Regions from separate parts of the Mus musculus genome. Here region 1 is linked to region 2. A link is a contact called in public Micro-C data. All regions are on one chromosome and are shown on one strand. Each heading gives the region's core, a stretch centred on a gene start, on an enhancer-like site or on the middle of the called end of the contact. The rest is flanking DNA. Distances are from core to core; before and after follow the strand shown.

Region 1 (5,394 bases), core at 2,715-5,214, 95 kb after region 2:
AACTGAACCTAGTTACTAAAGCCAAAACGGACCCAGCTAAAACTCTGGGGACATCCCTGTGTCCTCGGATGGAAGATGTTCCCTTGTTAGAGCCACTGATCTGTAAAAAGATAGCTCATGAAAGACTGACGGTATTGGTTTTTCTTGAAGACTGTATAGTCACTGCTTGTCAGGAGGGATTTATTTGCACATGGGCAAGGCCCGGTAAAGTGGTAAGTTTTAATCCTTAATGCTGCACCAGATCTAGAACTTGACTAGGTAGTGATTTTTATTTCTTGTGGGAGGGGTGGGATGTACAATGAATGTGAATGACACTTCTTAATGTAAATCTAAATGCATCAGAGCCATAATTTTGGATACTGCATGCCATGTAATTCTGAATCATTTGATAATTCACCTTAGAGCATTTAAAAAATATATAATCAGACTAATTGCCAGCCAAGTCAATCATCCCTCTGGGTATATAGAGTCCCAAAGTTAGCGCTCCTGTATGAGGCTATTTCAGTTTTAGGGAAATCATGACAGTGTGGAGAAATAATGACATTAAAATGCTAAAGTCAAAATTTATGCTTTAACTGGGATATTTTTTGCGTAACCACTCAACTAGATTATTGTATACCTGGTCAGTGTATGTCAGTACACATGGGTATTAATTATCATTTATAGTCCAACTTTTTATCTTAAATTATAAAATAACTTAGGAATTTATGAAAGTTAACTTAGGAACAAAGCATTCATCAGGGTTGATTGATATTATTTTTACATTGTCTGGCAATCCACAGAAAGAGAAGAGCCTTAATTTTTAAAACCCATTTTAGTCATTTTATGACAATTAAAATTGTTTAATAAACATCTTTTTTCAAAGAAGCAGTTTGTAGAACTCTGATTCAAATTGTGCACTAAAGTCCCCACGTGTTCCGGAGCTGGGCAGTTTAGATGTTCGGTGGCCAAGGACAGCAGCCACGGCTTTCAGAAGGCCTCCCTCTTGCCACATCAGCTAAGACTCACATGTTAGATGCACATACTTAGTTTTTCCCCAACAGCAGAAGAGAGGGTCTGACTGTTTTGTTGTATGGAGTGGGAGGGGCAGGAAGTTGGCTGGAAGCCAAGGACAGGTTCCTCTGTTCTGCTCTGTGAGGACTGTTAGGTGTCCAGGCTGCAGCGTGCCTCCTGACTTGGCATTTGGTGGGTTCAGGTCCCCCAGGGGAAAAGCACAAAGACACACACACACACACACACAGCCGTCATGTTCTTGTACAGCAGCTGAGAGTCCAGGACTCTTGGAGACAGCACTGCTGTAGGACTCAGATCCTACCCTGAGTGCCACCCCTCCCTTAGCCCGTGTCCTCAGGAGCAGTGCTGGGTCAACTGCCCCTGTGGCAGTTTGCTTTCAGCTCCTTAGGTCCAGCTCAGCTGCTCAAGGAATTTCTTTTCAAACACCAGTTTTCACAGTGGAGGATAGTTCCTTGAGCTGGGTATTTTGTATCAAAATGATAGTTATTTTATTTCTTAATTTATTTAGAACATTTAGGATTATTTTTCTGTGTTGTACACCTTTGTAGTTAAATATAGCAGTAATGATCGTTTGTATTGAGTCTAGAGTGAACTTGGCTCAGTAATGAAGACTTGGCTTTTATGTCTCCAAGGTATCAAGACTCTGGTAGACAGTGGTCAGCTACTGGCTTCCCTTTCCAGAAATCCAGGCCATATCCCAGGCCCCTTCCCTTGCTCTTACATGTTCATGGTGGATCTGGGCGCCCCCCATTCCTATCCCCCCCCCCCCCAAGAAGTGGCTGCTGTTTAATGTGGTAGCCACCGAAACATTCTGCCTATGAGATGGTGGCAGTCTCCAGCGTATCTCACCTGTGTGCCAAGGCATTTCATGTTGTTCCATGAGCAACTAACTCTTCACAAGGGTACTCATGTCCCATCTACCCTGGAAATTGACTCCTTTGTTCGTAGGGTTCTGATCTGAGGTAGCAAAGACTGCTGCTATATAGACTTTCAGAACTTCAGAGATCAAATTGAGCTGCTGGGTGGGCAGGCTAGAAATAAAACACTCTGTGCAGTTTCTGAGATATTGTCAAATGCTTCGGAGTCATTGAGTATGCAGTTTCCAAATTCAAGACTGTGTGTTTGGCCTAAATAGGGAGTGGCCAGTCATAGGTAAGTAACGTTTATGGTGAAGCATATGGTGGTCTCTCAGTTTGAGGGTATCTTTGCTGGCAGGGGGCCATTGCATGTGTATCTGTGGACCCAGCACAGATGATGGGAGCTTACAGATGCCCTGTCCTGGTAGCATTCCTAGACCCATGAGCTGGGATCAAGGGGAAATAGATAGGATGCTGACAGTGACTCGAATCACTCGCTAGTGGGAAGCGGGGGAGGTAGAACAGGGTGGAAACTACTTTCTTTAAAGGGGGAAAGAAAAGACCCTGCTGATGTTGTCGGATGGAGACCTATGAATTCTCTTCTGCATCCCCATAAAAACGTCACAGTTTGTGATTTGGGGTTTAGTCACAGTATATTTCAACTTCTGCTGCTAAGTGTTGTGTCCTTAATGATTAACCTGGAAACCCTGTTTGGGGTCCTTTGCTGTGTGTGTGTCTTACCCTCCTGGGCTCCCTGCTAGGTTCAGGGTCTGGTAAGAGCCCAGGCCAGCTCTAGAGGGCTGTCTTAGTTGCATGACCTGGCCCAGGCTGGCCCCTGCATGGAGGGCGTGGTGCTGCTCCAGGCCCGCTCTACCCCCCTGACTGACTCCTGCCCCCCTTTCTTTGACAGCCGGCAGAGCAGTTCTGCAGGCAGGAGGACAGAGTGCAAGGTGTTCTCCAAGACCAGAACTAAAGGTGCGGCAGCTCCAGAAGAGGGTGCTGGTGCTGGAGGGCGGGGCTTCCTTCCTCCTTGTGCCCTGCAGACAGAGGTGGTGGGGTGTCATGGGGTTGCACCGATTGCCATGGTGGGTCCTGATCTCCAAAGAATGAGGACTAGGGCCACTGTGCTTCTACAGTAGCCACCCAGAGAAATGTTTTTAGTTTTCTAAACAAACTTTGAGCTTCCTCATCAAAACTTCCCTGAGCGTTTTCATGAGCAAGAATATCTTTGGTAACTAGCTACTGGACTAAAACAGCTACTGGCAAGAGGCTCTTAAAGGCAGGGTTCCAGTCTGCTTGCTGTGACCCAGACAGAGTCTGCGGGCTCAGTGAGGGCCACTGGACAGTTGGACCCTCCTGTCTGTCCTGCTTGCCCACCGCAGACAACCTTTCTGGTGACTCGAGAAAGCAGCTGCCCTGTAGCTATGGTGAATCAGCCCCCAGCTCCCCCCCCCCCCGTTTTCCTTCTCTGTGCATGTGGTGCCAGGGATTATGCCAAAGGACTCAACCCCTGCCCAACACGCCACATCCCAGCCCTCTGCAGAGGCTCAGAAGTTGTATCTTCCTCTTAAACAAATGCTCCAGAGAGACTGGGTGATACCTGCAGCTAGTAGTGGCTTCTGCCTCCAGATTAGCCTACACAGGGCAGAGGATTAAGTTTGTCCTGATGGTTGAGTTTAGAAGTGCTCTGAGAGCTGCTGAGGTCAGGATGCAGGGTGAGGGCCATTAGAGAAGCCAGCAGGGAGAGGAGAGCAGCCACATTGTCTTCAGAGGCACTCTTAAATTAGGTGGACAAGGCCCAGGTCAGTAGTCTGCTCTAGTGTTTGTCTTAAACGCTCAGGGCACAGCTGTTCCTTCCATCCTGTAATGATGCATTCTGAATTTGTGCTAAAATGAGTGAGCCTGCCTTATAAGGCACACGTGTGCCTGTGTACAAGGCCCTCTCACCTGCTGGAGGGAAACGTTTTCTTTGTTGAGCAAGCTCGGAAGTGTAAAGAGTAACAGGACACAAGACACGGCCGGCCAGCCAGAGCTTAGTGGTGGCTTTTCCAGTGGCTGACCTTGGAGTGCACGCTACGCTGTGGGCAGTTAGTCACACATCTTGGCTCAGGACCAGTTTGCAGCACTGAGGCATGTGTGACCACTGTTGAGGCCCTCTCCTTACCCATGGAGCCTCCGTGCACTTCTCTGGGTAGGCCTGTACTGACTTGAAGACATGGCCTCTGGCTTGGGTTTGGTTTCTAAGGCTGAACTGGTCTCTGTCCTGGGAATGCATGGGGGAGCCGCCACACCCCCATGCCCTGTTTATGTCAGAGCATGCTGTTTGCCTTGGGCTGACTGGACCACCACAAGCTGGCTTAGGTTAACAAGGTGCTCATCAAAGTGCTATGTGGTGGCTGTCCCAGGGAACAGAGACGTCAGTGTGGCCCTGGTAAAGCCTGTGGCTCATTTGTGGAAAAGCACTTGTATTCAGCTGTTACCTTGACGAATCAGATCCCAGATTGAATTGTAAGACTGTTCTTTTCATGGAGCAACTGTCCCATGATGCTGGGGTTTTCACTCATGCTGCACTTATTACATTTTCTTTGTGTCATGGTTCAATTCCTGACTCTTGAGGTAAAAGTATGAAAATCGTGCATTTTTACTTCTGTGTACTTAGGTTTTAAAGACTGTTATTAAGTGACATTGTGTAAAGTTGTATGGGTATATTTATTTTCAGTGAAAGTCAAGGTAATACATGTATTCCTTTCTTACATTTTCATCTGATCTCTTCACAACTTGAATAAATTTCATGAAGAGCCCTCCTGCTGTGAACTACCAGGAAACTGAGCTCCTAATGTCGCAATAACTAATGAAGCTTGAATATCAGTATTGTTATTCATTTCTGAGAACCATGTTCTGTTTCACTGCTTTGTCTTTTAGCTGTTCCCTTGTCCCTGTCACAGCAAAAGATTTACCATATACTTGACTTCTGAAGTACTGGAGGCTGTCCTCTGTATATTGACATTGAATAAACGTGTGAATGCATTGTAAATGTAGATAAATTTTAAGTCATTTTCACATCCAAGCTTCATAAAAAGGAATCTCAGTGAGCCAAAAGAGAGAAGCTGTTAAATGCTGTAAAATTCAGAGCCTTGTTAATGTTTGTGAGACACCATGGATGACTCTGTGTGGACCATGGTCTCAGTTAGCTTCTAGATGAAATGCAGATACTGAGCAGCCCAGATTCTGCTGTGTGAGCTGCTCTCAGTGAGGCACTGGGATTCTCTGAGTGTGAAAAGGTCAAATGTAATGCTAATGATAACTCTCTGAAGGTCTACCAGTTGGCTCTGCAGCCACCTAGCCAGCCTAGTGAGCCAAGGGCACCGTGGGCCTCTGTAGGAGCTCTTCCCACCTCACCCCTGCTGGGCTTCTGTGCTGGGGCTTGGCTGCTGTGATCACCTAGAGCCCAGGGTAGCAGGAGCAGTAGGTGACTTCACTGCCCAGGAGCATCAGCCATGCTTGTTGTCCTGCTCTAAGGACA
Region 2 (5,344 bases), core at 2,314-4,813:
TACTTACATATAATAAATAAATCTTAAAACATAAATAAAAAATAAAAAAGACCCAAGCATCATGCAGGAGAGTTCCATTCTCAGCACCCATGTAGCAGCTCACAGCTGTCTGTAACTTCAGTTTTAGGGAATTCACACCCTCACACAGACCTACATTCAGGCTAAACACTAATTGCACGTTACGACGGCAGAAACCTAAAATGTCTAGGCATCTCTGCCCTCATGCCCTTTCTAGATGTGAGTTCAAAATGTTCTGGGAATCTCACAGACTAGCCTAAAACTTTGGCTTGTGATTAAAAACATCTTAACTCTGTTTGACCCCTTGGTGGCCTATGGCTCTTAGTTGTCATCTTATTCAGTGCACCCCAGGGCCCACCCTAGGGTCTCATCTAAGTTCTTCAGCACCCCTTTGAAACATAACTCTAGAAGCCACTGCGATCCTATATATAGCTACTGAGTTGACACTTGAGCACAACTCTCCTGAGTTTGTATGTGTGCGTGTGTGTGTCTTGCTTTTCCTGAGCAGCTACTGATCCTCCTGCTTAAATATATGTTAAAATTTCCTCTTAAATTCTAGCTCTACTTGACACTAGCTTGTCTCAAACATCTTTTCAACAGTAAAGTTAAGAATGCTGTTTTTGTCAGGTGGTGGTGGCACACACCTTTACTCTCAGCACTTGGGAGGCAGAGGCAGGTAGATTCTGAGTTCGAGGCCAGCCTGGTCTACAGAGTGAGTTCCAGGACAGCCAGGACACAGAGAAACCCTGTCTCCAAAACCAAACCAACCAAACAACAAAGCAGCAGCCCGGTTTCACCTAGCTAGAAGGAAGCTGCTTAGGCAGCCGCAGGCAACGGCATGAAACTGTTTCCGGCTCACGTCCCAATGTGGCTGACCATTATTGGGATATAAGCGGCTGGTGCAGGCACAGTTCAGTAAAACTGGAAGACCCTGGAAAAGAAGGATGAGAGAGACTGGAGTGTATGTGAGTGGGGTCCAAAACTAGGGTGTGGGTGTAAGAGAGAATGGGTAGGAGCTTCCATCCCAACTGTTAGCACTTTGGGCTCTGTCCCAGTTACCTGGCAAGAAACAGGTGTGGCTGATTCACTATGAAGGGGCTGCTGGCCCTTTCTGCTCTCTCTTGCCTGCTTGCTCTCCTCTCTCCATTCCCCTCCCCCCTCTCTCCATGTGCTCATGGCTGGCTTCTACTACTCTACTCTCTCTGACTTTCTCTCAACTCCCCTCCCCCATGCCTTAAATAAACTCTATTCTATACTTTGCCTTCTTGTGTCTGGTCCGTCAGGGGGAAGGGATGCCTTGGCATGGGCCCGCAGAGGCACCCCCTTCCCCAATACCTGACCTCACAGCCACTAAACATAGTCCTTCCCTCTCTTTATAAAGCACAACACTAACCTGTCTCTTTCACTCCCAAACCACCCCCTTGCAGAAGTCCAGTTTGTAATCTGCTAGTGCTAATCTGGAGTCAGGGATGGGACAGGACTCAGGGGAGTCTGAGCCCCACACAAGCACATTGTCTGGCCTGGAGTAGCACCCTTAGCTCTGAGAGGGTGGGACAAACCAGAAAGAGGTGAACATCCCGTGTGAGGAGCTTTGTCAGGGTCTCAGTCCTGTCAGACCAAAGGTCGTGTGTGTGTGTGTGTGTGTGTGTGTGTGTGTGTGTGTGTGAGAGAGAGAGAGAGAGAGAGAGAGAGAGAGAGCAGAGAAGTAGAAGCAGGCCATGAGCACATGGCGAGAGAGGGGGGAGGAGAACGGGGAGGGGCAAGAGGACAGCAGGAGAGAGAGAGAGAGAGAGAGAGAGAGAGAGAGAGAGAGAGAGAGAGAGAGAGAGCTAGAGCTTCCTTCCCTGGAGCACTGTGGTTTTCTTAAACCTGCTGAGTCACCTGACTCCAGGCCTCCCTCTACCACACCTGAGGGCTGCCTCAGATTGTCCTTGGAACACTCTTTCCCCCATGCTCAGGAGCTACTTAGATAGAACTCAAGCTTTCAGGTGCCATGCCAGGCCCTACTTAGCTGGCTTTTGCTGGACTGATTCGTGCCTTTCTCAGCTGCCATTTTAAGGAGTGGGGAACCCTCAGGGCATGCAGGACACTATGCCCTTACTTTCTATCTAGGCTGTCAGCCCCAGGGCCCCTTTAGCCAGCTCCTCTCTCCTGTTCCCTGTCTGGGACCCAGTTCACACAGTCACTGGCTGGGGAGACCCCCCTCCTATATCCAGCCCCATGGCATACATTATCTGCAGGTCTGTCACCAGGCCATGACAGCACTGTCCACAGAGGAGTGCCCAGCTCCCGACAGCTGGGGCAGCTTTCTCAGTCATAAGAAGATCATGGCAACCTTATCAGGAATACAAAGGCTAGATTTGCTCAGCTGGAAAAGACATGTTTAATGCATGTGAGGCACTAGTTTCCAGCACCACACACACACACACACACACACACACACACACACACACACACACGCAAATGCACGTCGAGCAAAGAAACTGATTCAGGGAGGGGAAGGATAGTCTACAAGGGCGATGGCTGCTGCTTGGCTTTCTGGTTTGTTCCAGCCTCTTTCTTCCTCCCGAGTTCCATTTTCTCACCCTTAAGCAGCCTCTACGGCAGGGCGGACCTCTTAACGTCTACTGTTCTTGCGGAGGTGGAACCTGGAAGAATGGAGCCTGAAATGAGGAGGTCTAAAGTCTCAGAGCTTTGGGCAGTTTACATCCGAAGGTTCGGAAGAATCACCGGAGTGAGGGGTTCAATCACAAGGACAGCTACACGTGGCAAAGCCCACATTTCTTTCCCACAGAAACATACAAACAAAAACCAACTGCCTCGTAAATAATCTGAGGTGAACTCACTCTTACCCGCTACACCAGGGAGGGCACACAAGCACCTTCTAAGAACAATTCCCTGGGTTAGAGAAACTGAGGTCATAGGAATTCTTGTTGTTTTGTTTTCTTGGAATTTTCTGCCCCAGCCCTCACATGACTCTGGGTCCTTGTCCCGACCTTGTACTTTGCATAAGGACACTTCAGGGCTATTCCACATTTTACCATCCCTGCCTTTATGTAAATTACAACGGTAGCCCTAGGGCCTGACCTCTCCACCCTGAAAGGTTCCCTTTGAGCCTGGAACCTTTTTTTTTAAAGACACTTTATTGAGCTCAGATCCCTCTATGTGCTTCCTCCAGAGTTCTAAGCTCATCCAGCTAAACTGAAATTACAGATTATTATCTCTTTATCCTTATTGGACCATCTCCAGACCCAGCCCAGGGCAGTCAAAATCATACAGAAAGAATTAGTGTATAGCTAGAGCCCTTCATTCCTAAGGGGCTGCACGGGTGTTTAGCGCCACCTGCTGGTCAGCTGCTGGAGGCCTTCCAATAGGAACAACTGAGCTCCCATGGGAGTTGACTTTCACCGCAGTCTTCACTCAAGAATTCAAGGCAAAGCTTCTGGTACTTCGCGGAGCAAGGATGAGGTGGTGTTCCTGTGTGTAAGACAGCCTGGAATCACCAATAATCTTCCTGACTCAGCCAGGACCACAGACCCCCTGCTGCAAAGTTCCGAGAGCAGCAGGCCTGGGTGCATTCCGTAGTGCAGGCCTATCATCCCAGCAATGCAGGAAGCTGACTCAGACTGAAATGACAAGTTGAAAACCTGCCAGGATGACAAAGAGAGTTCAAGGCAGTGTGTGACTTTCCGACCTCCTACATACTAAGAAGTAATTCGCTCTTGAGCTGTAGTCTTGTGGTGCCAGGGAAATGTTAGTGATCCCCCCAAACACAGACAGGAGCCAATCTGATGCAACTCATAGCAGGGCCTTTACTCAAGCTAGCTCAGGCCACCCAACACACCGCTGTCACACAGGACAGTTTTGGTGGGGGATGGGATGAGATCCCCGAATGCCTATCTAAAGTGTTCAATCACAAGGACAAGCTTACATGTGACAAAACCCACGTTTTCCTGTGGAGAAATACAAACAAAAAACAACAGCCAGTTGTTGTAAATAATTGGAGGTAAACTCACTCCCATCCACTACACCTAGGAGGCAGGGCTCTCTAGGAAGCAGCGAGCAGGGAGCAGGGATGGAGTACGTGTGCATGCATCTGATTGGCAAGCTCCTGTGGTCTTTAACATAACTGGCTGGTGCTGGGAGTCGGATCATAACTTAACTTCTGCTGTCCTCTGCATTGGTGGTCGTTAGGCAGGGGGTGGGCTTGTAACCCAGGGGTGCAGGTTTGTTGAGGAAATAACCTGGAGACACTGGTCTTATTGAGGGTGTAACCTGGAAACGCTGGTCTTGTTGGCGATTAGCCTAGAGACCGGAGCTAGGCTCGGGTCTTGTTGAGGGGTAGCTTGGAAACTAATGCTAGGTACTGGCCTGTTAGTTTACCTGAATTCAAACTTAGGGTCAGGGTCTCCAAAATGGAATGTGAATTTAAAAGATGTGGCATCCCAGTCTTTCGTCTTCTTTTTATTTCCAGTACTTGTTTGTGAGGTGTTGGGTCGGATGGACCTGAGGATGCCAGTCAAGTCCTCCCTCCGCCACTGAGCTGCATTCCTGGGCCCCATTCTTTTTACTGTTGAGGCAGGCTTTTGCTTAGATGCCCAACTTGTCTGGAACTTTCCATAACCAAGACAGGTCATGAAACTTTAATTTTCCTGCCCCAAAAGCCCGAGTAGAGTAATTTGGGAGATTTAAGTTGTAGTTTAAAACAAAACAAAACAAAACAAAACAAAACAAAACAAAACAGGTCTCTTCTTTTCCTGAGAATCACAGGGTCTTGACAATGACCTCGTTTTGCCTGCCCACCTGGGCAATTCTGTGCGCAGTAGCTGTGAATTCGTGTGTAGACACCAGCAAGCTCAACACATTAGTGACAGAAGTACCAGACATCTGCACTGTATCCTGAAGACCTGGGCTGGCATCCCAACTGCCATACCTTGTTTCCTCCGGGTCCCCTCCGATAGCAAAGCTATCTGCTTCTGCGACATATCCCGGACTCCATTTCACGATGAGGAACAAGTGTGGTCTTTGAACCAAGCCACTGAAACAGGATGGGTTTTCTCAGAAGGAACTCAGCTCACTAGGTCAGGCAGTGCAGCCTGTGGAAGGGAAGGAATTCCAACAAGGCACTCATGGGCAGTGGCTGGCTGTGGGTCACACAATGGGGAAAGGGATGGCAAGGACAGAGGCTGAGAGCTGTTTGAGGGCTCAAGAGAGACTGAGTGAGGCGTGAGTGACCAGCTGTGGAAGTGACGGGAGGGAGTGTAGTGACGGGAGGGAGGGGAACCTTCCCTGTCCTAAGGGGTTTCCTGATGCTGGAACTGAGGGC

Evidence for each region. A called contact is a pair of places that touch in the nucleus more often than the background predicts.
Region 1: a contact with region 2 is called in a Micro-C map of muscle stem cells, with 4 times the contacts expected there. The contact joins two enhancer-like sites. A contact is called at or near these places in 4 of 39 promoter capture datasets (the C10 cell line, the HPC-7 cell line, cranial neural crest and 1 more), 1 of 15 datasets of contacts at CTCF or cohesin (pro-B cells), 13 of 484 Hi-C or Micro-C datasets (CD4 single positive thymocytes, CD8 T cells, the N1E-115 cell line and 8 more), 6 of 115 datasets of contacts at active chromatin or transcription factors (embryonic hindbrain, embryonic stem cells, kidney and 1 more) and 2 of 9 other capture datasets (adipose tissue and liver).

Annotation. Positions count from the first base shown.
Region 1 is chr12:110,794,162-110,799,555 of GRCm38.p6, forward strand. Wdr20 (WD repeat domain 20) reads left to right here. Exons shown (of 3, transcript NM_027149.4): 3 at 1-867. The coding sequence ends at 230. Among named protein-coding and RNA genes, the nearest start is that of Mok, 44 kb to the right of the region's middle. Within about 2 kb of position 3,965, at least 79 of the 459 cell types and tissues checked have an H3K27ac peak or open chromatin away from gene starts, as enhancers often do. A contact at or near this core is called in muscle stem cells, pancreatic cancer cells and rod photoreceptor, where this site is marked.
Region 2 is chr12:110,699,753-110,705,096 of GRCm38.p6, forward strand. No RefSeq gene overlaps it. Among named protein-coding and RNA genes, the nearest start is that of Hsp90aa1, 6.0 kb to the left of the region's middle. Within about 2 kb of position 3,564, at least 128 of the 459 cell types and tissues checked have an H3K27ac peak or open chromatin away from gene starts, as enhancers often do. A contact at or near this core is called in muscle stem cells, pancreatic cancer cells and rod photoreceptor, where this site is marked.